Linked DNA regions of Mus musculus: region 2 is linked to region 1. Evidence: chromatin contacts called from public HiChIP or PLAC-seq data. All regions are on one chromosome and are shown on one strand. Each heading gives the region's core, a stretch centred on a gene start, on an enhancer-like site or on the middle of the called end of the contact. The rest is flanking DNA. Distances are from core to core; before and after follow the strand shown.

Region 1 (4,581 bases), core at 1,473-3,972:
GAAAGTGTCTAAAGACTACTTCATAGACAGCTTGGCTGATGAACCAGGGTCTTGGTGTCTTGGCAGAATAACGGATGTGAAAAAGCTTCTCCCAAGAGTGCCTTGCCGGGATCCCACAATGGGCACACACTAAACCCACACAGCCCAGGGGCACTGGCTCAGGAGCACACATGGGTTGGATTTGTAATTTATAACATTGGGCCAAGCAATCGAGAAACACTATCATTCAAACTTGTGGAGTAAACCCAAGGAGAGGGTGGTGGAGACAAATGTTTGCTCAGAGGAGACATTTGCCCTCTTTCACTTAGGTCTCATTATTTTACCACAGGGGAACCATCTCAAGAAATTATTATGCTAAATAGTATATTTTAAAAATGAGTCTGGGCAGTTTTGTACTCAATAACAGTTCAAGTTATTCTGAGACCCAAAGTGCTTACCAGAACTTCTTAGCACTGCGAACCTCAAGAGTCACTGACTGTGACACATGAGGGAGAACCACGTCTTGGAAACAGAACAAGACCCAGGTATCACCCATTTGTTGTGTCTTCCCAGGCAGGGCATTGGAGACAGAAAGATGAAACAGAGCCAGGGCTTGACTTCAGCTAGCACATAGTAGGTGCTTGCAGAGGTGCTCTTGGAGAACAAAAACAGCAGCAACTCTGGAATCATTAGAGGGAAAAATTCAAAAATGACTTTAGCCATTCCATGGCAAGAACTCCCCTGCCTTTAGCCTCCATTTTCTCATACATAACTAGGATCATGAAGACCTGTTCGTCAGGAACTTGGAAGAATATAAATTATCAAAGATTGTCAAGTAGAAAGAATTGAGGATGTTGGGTGGGAGCTCATAACAGCAAAGGGTCAGCAACCAACACTTGGATTTGACAGACTCAGAAGCAGATGGGAAGCGGGGAGCTTCATGACTGGACAGATGTAGGTAAAGGATATAAATGTGGATGTAAGAAAAAGGCACTTATCTGATTTTTGAGGGGCAGATCTGGTTTTCTGTGGTTGGTCCTTTATTGAAAGTGTGTGCATATGGAAATAGAAGTCGGAAGAAGAGAGACATCATCGGTTATATCCTATTCCTAATGATGGTAGAGATTGTAGATCCCCTTCTCTTCTGAGTCATGACTGTGGTCCATTCATATATTCGTTCTCTTGGGGTGACTCACACCCTGAATTCACTACATAACATTTATTATTATGTAATTCCACTGGGAAAAGAAGAAATATGTTAAATCAAAGGCACCCAAATGAGATCCCCAAGAAAGAAGTTAGTAACTATGAAGGAAGGGAGAAAGAAGTTAGTAACTATGAATGAAATACTTGGCCTTTGTTGAGGTGTGATTTATGGGTAAGATATGCACTGACAAGCAAGAAACAGAAATTCTCCTAAGAGGGAGGACAGCACAGCCAAGGGCAAAGAGGCAAGAAAGTGTCTAGTGATGGCTTCACACCAGGACTTATAGACAAGAGCGGTGACAATGGAGTCAAGTTATTGGAGAGGGGAGGAGCTAGAAGGCTGGGTTTGGTGCAAGTTTGAATTGTATACATATGAAAGCATAGTTGGCAAGATGAAAATGAGCTTGGGCTAAACCAGGAAAGATCATGGTATGGGGCCAAAATGACTGTTCTAAGGATGGGAATTTTCTTAACTTTTGATATAGAAGTTTCTCTGAAAGACCAAACTCATTACATACCCTTATGATTCAATTAGTTAAATTTGTAATTATAAATCACCACACACAAGCATCCTTCCTGGACATTAATATGCTGCTTCCGGGTCCCTCGTACCTACTCCTTCTTGTTGGCGGTAGCAACACTTCTTATTGGCATTGACTTGTTCTCTCCTTGCTCCCTGGCTGGACATGATAAGCCTGTTTCAGGAGAAAGGTCGCAACTGAAGGAGTGGCTATGGCCTTGCTAAGTGACAGATTTGTGAAGCCAGAAAGAGCATTCTCTCTGGTCAGCTTAACTTCAGTGAGATTTGGTGGTGCTGATGGAGAGAGAAGACGTCGAACAAATGAATGAGCATGAACTCTCGGAAAGGGAGGCTTCCCCAGAGCTGGGGGATGGAGGAGACTTGTCCGAGGAGACAGTTCAAAAGGTGTGAGAGGAAGAAGGAGCCACACTGCAACAGCATACCTCTCCAACAGTAGGGACAACCATTAAATGCACCACCAACAAGAAAAGAGCTTGTACCCAGAGGGCAAGTGGGACTACAGCCTAAAAGGACCTTAAAGACTGCATGTGGCAGAAGAGCAGGGAGGTAGTGAACTAGAAAGGAGGGTTTTGAATCTCAGCCCAGGTACGTGGTATACATTTGTCATCCTGACTCAGCAAAAGCAGGAAAATCCAGAGTTCAAAGTCAATCTATGCTATGAGACCTTATCTCAAATAAACAAACAAGTAAATAGTTCGAATGCCATTCTAAATGCAGTAGAAGCCAAGGGAGACTTTCAAATAAAGATCACTGTGATCTCAAACATGTTTGAAAAGACCCTTGAGTTTGTTGGTGTCACGGTTCGAATAAGTCCCTCCAAAGGGTTCATCTTTTAGGGACTCAGGCCCCAACAGTGGTACTCTGCTCAGAACATCTGGAGACTTTAGAAAAGATGATATGTTTAGAAGAAATGGGTGAGTGTGGAGCAGGTCCTGACCACTTCCTGCAATTCGCTCGACTTCCTGTCCAGAGTGAGTGCACCCTCCCCTTAACACTTGGGAGGTTTTGCTCAAGTACATGGGACCAAAACGCGCACGGGATGGGGCATTCTGAAAGCATGAGCCCAACACCACTCTTTCCTGCCTAAGTTGTTCATGTCAGAGATGTTTCCACACACAGAAGCTCTGACTCATGCCGTTGGGAAGAATATGGGCAAAACCATCGAAAGCAGAGTGTCCATTAGAATATCTGTATCCACAGCCTAGCTAATCATAGGGCCTGGGTAGGAAACAGTGGGGAAGATAGAAGTGGATACCATCATGGCCCATTTGGAAAATACTGATGTTTAGCAAGTGGTATTTATCTTTGAGCACCTGGGGCTTTGCCTGGCACTACATATGCAGTTGGTGATTGACAAGTAGGAATTTATTTGAGATGCAATGGATTGAATTAGACGGAAGAAAGATGCCTTGATTGAGAGAGGCAAAGTTGAGGCCATCTTTAACTTACAATTTAAATATCCAGCACTTTGGACAAATGAGAAGCGGCTCTCTTTCACTCCAGAGGATGGGATCTAAATCACGTTCAAACACTTCATATATATATCACAGCACTTATCTAGGCATCAAAGGCTCTTTAAACAAAGCAGTCCCACACGGAAGCTGCCAATAGTTAGTATAACTTCCATTTCCAGCTTATTCATTTTAGGGCTTGGACAGAGACCAAGTTGGAAAGAAAACTCAAAGAAACCCTGGGGTTGAATCATTGCCTGGTCCTCATGAATTAGCATGTTTGCTCTCTCTCTCTCTCTCTCTCTCTCTCTCTCTCTCTCTGTGTGTGTGTGTGTGTGTGTGTGTGTGTGTGTGTGTGTGCACTTGTATGTTGGGAGGGGATGGGGGATGGTGCATGCACACACACACAAGCACGCCTGAGGTCAGGCACATACATACAGGTCAGAAGTCAACTTCTGCTATCATTTCTCAGGAACTGTCCACCTAGTATTTTGAAGCGCACACTCTCATTGGGACCTGGGGCTTCTTAACTAGGCTAGTCTGACTGGACAGCAAGCCCAGAGAATTGCCTGTCTCTTACTTGCCTAGGGTTGTGATTACAAGTGATTCGTTTACTTGTTTTTATACGGGCTCTGGGACCAAACTCAAGTCTCTACACTTGCAAAGCACGTGCTTTACCAACTAAGCTATGTACAAAGGCGTAGCCTGTACTTCCTAAATATTTTCTGTCATTGTCTCAGAGGTAAGAAACCCTGAAAAGCAAGACACTTGTGGTGGTTCTGGCCTCATTATAAATTAACTAGATCATATTTGCCTGTCTATTAAGAAGAAGGTAACAGATTAATTTACCTAAAGAAACCAAAAATATTTTAACACTGGTGAGAAAGAAGTAGGCAAAATGGACCAGAGGGTGTTGCTTGCTTAATTCAACCTTTGGCTCGATTTTGGAAGACAGAAAATCCATGCTCACTTAAGACTAGCCAAACCCAGTCTGCTCCAGACAGCACACTGATAGTGCCACATTCTATGATGTGGCCTGACCCAAGGTTCATTTCCATTCTGTAGATTAAGAGACCAAGAAGAAAAAAGTAAAGATAATTTCATGACATCTTACAGCTGATAAATTTCAAATATAGGATTCGAACCTCAAATCCATAATGTATTCTTTCCAATTCCTGCCCTTCCTGCCAGTGTTATTCTATTCCAAAATAGTACCCAGGCTAGCTCCCCTGAGAGAGCTGCAAAGAGCTGGTTTAAGTTCTGAATCCCTTGGGGAAGAGAGACTTGAGCAATAGCAGCTAAGCCGCCAGGCACATCCAGCTGTCCTCTCTTACCCCCAGTGCCCTCCCATATGGCCAAAGAGCATCTCCAAGTGCACAGAGTGTCAGGCATCGTATGGAAAGG
Region 2 (4,581 bases), core at 1,050-3,549, 620 kb after region 1:
TACAAGGCCTCTTAGCGTGGATCACAAATGTATTTGTAGTTTAGCAGTTCACTAGAACAAGGTCGTAAAAAGTTACAGCAAAACAGAGGATTTTTTTTTACCCTCTTTTTTTTTTTACTTTGAAGTTACTTAATTTTGTGTGGTCTGGCATTGCATTGCAGTAAATAGTTCGAGCTGGCTAATTCCACACCCAAGCAAATTATCAGCTGCCACGAAGAATGAAAGAGAGGGAGAGAGAGAGAGAGAAAGAGAGAGAGAGAACAAAATTCTAGAATATCAGCAACTACACAAAAGACTTGCATATGTCAAAACACCATCCAGAGTCCCCGGAACACAGCTCTGCTCACAATCTAGCACCATTCTGACAGGAACCAAGAGGCTGCTGTGTTCCCCCTCTCTCCCTAGCTCCTGATGAGGGAGGGCACAGAGCTATGCCCAGCTGACAGCCTGCTTCCAGCCATTTTTTTTTTCAGCACATCCCGGGAAAACCAAGCACTTGGAGTCCACAAACTAGAGGCCTGGGGAACAGAATGTGGGCAAATCTCACAGGTCTGCATGTAGCTCCCCAGGATGGGAGATTTGTGAGATCCAAGGAATCTGCCCCCCTGACAACCCCCTCCCCAGGCAGGATCACATGAGCCATGGTATTAGCAGCTGTATGACACAGGACAACCGTCCTCAGCTTTCTTCTCTGTCTCCTTTCAGACTAAGCAGGATCAAGTATACCTACAGTTAATGAAGTCTTCAGGGCAGGATGCTCTGCCAGCATCAATACCTTGACCATGATCATGTGGTGCAGGGTACAGCCCCCACCCCCCCCCAAAAAAAGAGTTCATTTTTCACCTCTCCTCCCCAGATGTGACATCAGCATTAACTTGGGGACCAAAATCCTTGGAGAGTTTAAGCTAAAAGAAAGGCCCAACCAGGCAGCCAAAGAGTCCTTCCTTCATGAAAAAAGAGGCTCTCAAAGGAAAACGTCTAGCTGCCGGCTGTCCTATCACCCCTGATAATTTTTTTTTTAACGAATTGAATGTCTGTGTTGGTGTGTAATCACAGTATGGGAAGGACCCCAAATTCCAAGGCAAATGATTGGGGCTTCCCATAAACTGAATTAAAAACAAGCAAGCAAAACAAAGCAAGCAAACAAACAAACAAACAAAAAACAGTTCTCTGTAGGCTACAAACCGTTGCCCAGACCCAAGATTGCGAGGTCCTATATTCCTCATAGTTACCCTGTGTTTGCCTCCACGGTATGCTTACAACTGGCCAGACGCAAACATTAAATGAAGTAGAGACACCATCAGATAAATGGCTGGCCCTCTTCCTCCAGCCGATGACAGCTAAGGCTTTTGTCTGACCTAATTTATTTCTCTTTCAGGTTAGAATAAAGCACTTTCCTGTGTCAGGGCAAGCTCTTCAGCTTATCCACTGAACTCGCGCAGACGACTCCAGTTCACTGCGCTGTCTGTGCATCTCACAAACTCTAAAGCTAAGACATCGTAGATCTAGAAACCCCACCATCAACACATACATATCCCCCGGCACTAAATCACATGTTTGGGGGAGCGGTGGAGCATCGTGACATCCATCTATGAAGGGAACTCTCTGAGGTGCAAGGCGCACTGGCCCCAGCAAGCACACACTGCTTGCAAACAAAATCACCCGCACTGTTTGAATTATGCTATATCGTTAGGGAAAGGGTGCTTGCACCCTTAGTTCCGTGGACTCGCGGTGGAGAAGATGGGATTGAGGGCTGTTATCAAATCGGAGCCGAAAGGATCACCATCTATCAGGTTGTCTTGGGTCCACGACCCCTTCAGCAACAATTCACAGTGGTCCCCCACCCCACCCCCGGGGAACACTAAGATGGGCCACCCCTAAAATGATGACAGCTCTTCCCAGACTCCCTAGGTGGACTGTGAATGCTTAAGCAACAAAACAAAATGTTTAGAATGTCAAGACCATGGACAGACCAAGGGGGAGAAAAACACTCATTCAGGAATAACAATTTTAATTGTTTAAAAAGAAAAGGAAATTGGAGGAAAAGAAAAAACCGCCTCCCCACCTGCCAGGTAAGGAGGGGTTTACAAATCGATGCCAATGGCTTGAAAATAGATTTCTCAAACTTATATTCTCATTTTGTCCTGCACAAATCTCTGCAGGAAAATCAATATTACAACTTCACGCTTAAGACATTTTTGCAGCGACACAAACTGCAGCCGCTGCTGTTGCAGCCGCCGCAGCCGGATGTGCTGATGGACGCGGGTTCCCAGGCACAGCGGCCAAGGCACCGCAGCCATGACACGGGCAGCGAGCGCCCCCTAGCTGACGAGAAGCGCTAGGCGCGGCTTGGAGCATCAGGCATTTTTACCCTTAACCAAAAGCAAATGGTACTGAAAGTTTACTTTGGAAAGTATTTTATCACAGCAAGCGACAGAGAGTGCAAAATGGATGGATAAAGGTGAGGAGGATCGATCAGGAATCAAGTGTGATTAGGCGTTCAAAACCTCCTTGCTGCTGTAGGAAACTGGAGTCCGTAAGTAGACTGTTTTACATGGATCCATTTCACCTGAAATTACTGTCAAATGCATCATCGAATGCTGATCTTTCCTCTGGCCAAGGAAGAGCTGCTGGGTCCTTTGGAGTTAAGCTGAAGGGTGCATCTAACCATCGAATCCTAATCTTTCCAAGTCTCTCGGGCCAGCTCCCAGGACTGAACCCCAAGACTGAACAGTTGACTCTATTTTTCTGTTATGAAACACCCTGAAGACTAGATAAAATTTGCCAAAGCCAGGGCTCATGCAGATAGCAGGCTTCCCCCTCCAAACAAGAAACAAGCAGATATACAAAAATCTTTGAATAAGAGAAAAAAAATCTCCTCTGAAAATATGGGGGCTGTTAAAGTGTGCTCGTGGTTGTCTTCACTGGGGTGCGAATTACAAATGAATAAAATTAACCTGGCATGACACCTTTGAAGAACATGTTTTTATTCTCCCGTGGAATCCGAGCTGCTGACATACCACACTTCAAACGACACGGGGTTCCCTTCTGTGCAAAGGGCAGACAAACTTCACTGCCCCTACCCGACTATGAAAAAGAGAAAGAGAAGAAGAAAAAGAGAAAGAAAAAGAAAAAGAGAAAGAAAGAAAGAAAGAGGGCCCATGTCCTATAAATTTATCAGAGACGCAGTTTAGTACGATAAGTGGACCATTATAGGTATACTGTATCCTGAGGTTCAGACAATTGTCAACGTAGCCGCCTTTAAAACATACAACAACCACAAAACCCAACCTGAAGAGGCATTGAATGGCTACAACCAGCCTCACTCTGCGGCAAATCTTGGGTCTCTGGCTGCTGTGCAGGATCACGAGTGCATACAGAAAATTGCTATTCTTCCTCGGGAACCTGTTGGTGGGTTATTGAAAAGTTGGCTTCATTAAGGGCCTGTATAATTGGCCACTCCATTTTACCTCCACGTTTCCCTCAGAAAAACCTTTGAGCTTTTCCACGGACCTCAGACTGCATTTCCTTCTGCCTGACCCTGCCTGGCATGGCTGGTACAGGCCCTTCCTTCTGCCTGGCCAGCGGCTGCCTCCTGCGTTACCTCCCTAGCACCGTTCCCCAGGCTGATCTGTGTTTGTTTTTCCTAATGTCTGTGTCTGCCCTCCTGTTTGAAAAGCCGCATCCATCTGGGTCAAACATTTTGAAACAAACCAGAAGCCCAGATCTTCTTTTCCAGCTGTCTCCCACCCCCTTAGCTACCTCAGTCCTCTTCCTACCCATCCTGCCTGAAACCGTAGCATGCTATGAAGCCCTTCTCCTACCCTGGGAAACATACACCAAGATCAGGGATGCCATTTCTGGGCTTTTTCTGGTTTCCTAGGCCATCAGTGATTCTAAGTTGCATCATCTCCAAAGAGCCTTTAGCTGCTGCCCCACAGGCCCAAGGCTGCCACCCAAGTGAAAACGATCTGCCATGTTTTAGATGGTTTCCTTCAGATCTGAAATCTCACATGGGAGTGACTGCCTGTAGGGGCTGAGATAACACCTGCTCTGCTGGCCAGTCCTTTTGCAACCAGGCCTCCTGTATCCCCTGCTTCATAGCTAGTCACATTCCCCAGGCCACACTGTATCTCCTGCATCCCTGTCTTATCCCTTCTAGGCTGTTTTTCTGAACACCATACGGACCACTCTCCTTGCTTACCCCCCTGAAACAATGCCCAGGCTCCCAGGGTCCCCAGGGTCCCCAGAAGGCAGGTAGACTTGCTCAGCAGCCTGGCCTCCACTGCCTCTTTTCTCCCCAGCACTTCTCTGCCTTCTCTGCCTCTCCTGCAGGTCAGCTGGCTTTTCCCAGATGCTCTGAGAAAGGGTGAGACAGAGAACCAATGCATGGAAGGATGTCACACGAAGCACCCCTGAACCCCCCCCCCCCAGACCCAGCTGCCACCAGTCCCTCTGCTCAGGGCTTGTTCAGGATGTCCCAGGGATGCCCAGAGAGGGACAGCAAATCTATCTGCTTTTCCCCTAATACGGCAAATGCTCCAGAGTTGGGGGCTACCAGTTTCTCCCCCTTCCCACCGA

The links. HiChIP or PLAC-seq counts read pairs in DNA pulled down with a chosen protein or histone mark.
Region 2: an H3K4me3 HiChIP or PLAC-seq map of the SCID.adh cell line shows a contact between it and region 1, with 7 times the contacts expected there. The contact joins two enhancer-like sites. A contact is called at or near these places in 11 of 39 promoter capture datasets (the 3T3-L1 cell line, cranial neural crest, embryonic stem cells and 6 more), 5 of 484 Hi-C or Micro-C datasets (Th2 cells, cardiomyocytes, epidermal suprabasal cells and 2 more), 12 of 115 datasets of contacts at active chromatin or transcription factors (the SCID.adh cell line, T-cell acute lymphoblastic leukemia, acute myeloid leukemia and 8 more) and 1 of 9 other capture datasets (embryonic stem cells).

Annotation. Positions count from the first base shown.
Region 1 is chr12:107,378,184-107,382,764 of GRCm38.p6, forward strand. No RefSeq gene overlaps it. Among named protein-coding and RNA genes, the nearest start is that of Gm52008, 270 kb to the left of the region's middle. Within about 2 kb of position 2,723, at least 3 of the 459 cell types and tissues checked have an H3K27ac peak or open chromatin away from gene starts, as enhancers often do. A contact at or near this core is called in the SCID.adh cell line, where this site is marked.
Region 2 is chr12:107,996,637-108,001,217 of GRCm38.p6, forward strand. The region is part of intron 1 of Bcl11b (B cell leukemia/lymphoma 11B); the gene reads right to left. Among named protein-coding and RNA genes, the nearest start is that of Bcl11b, 4.5 kb to the right of the region's middle. Within about 2 kb of position 2,300, at least 30 of the 459 cell types and tissues checked have an H3K27ac peak or open chromatin away from gene starts, as enhancers often do. A contact at or near this core is called in the SCID.adh cell line, where this site is marked.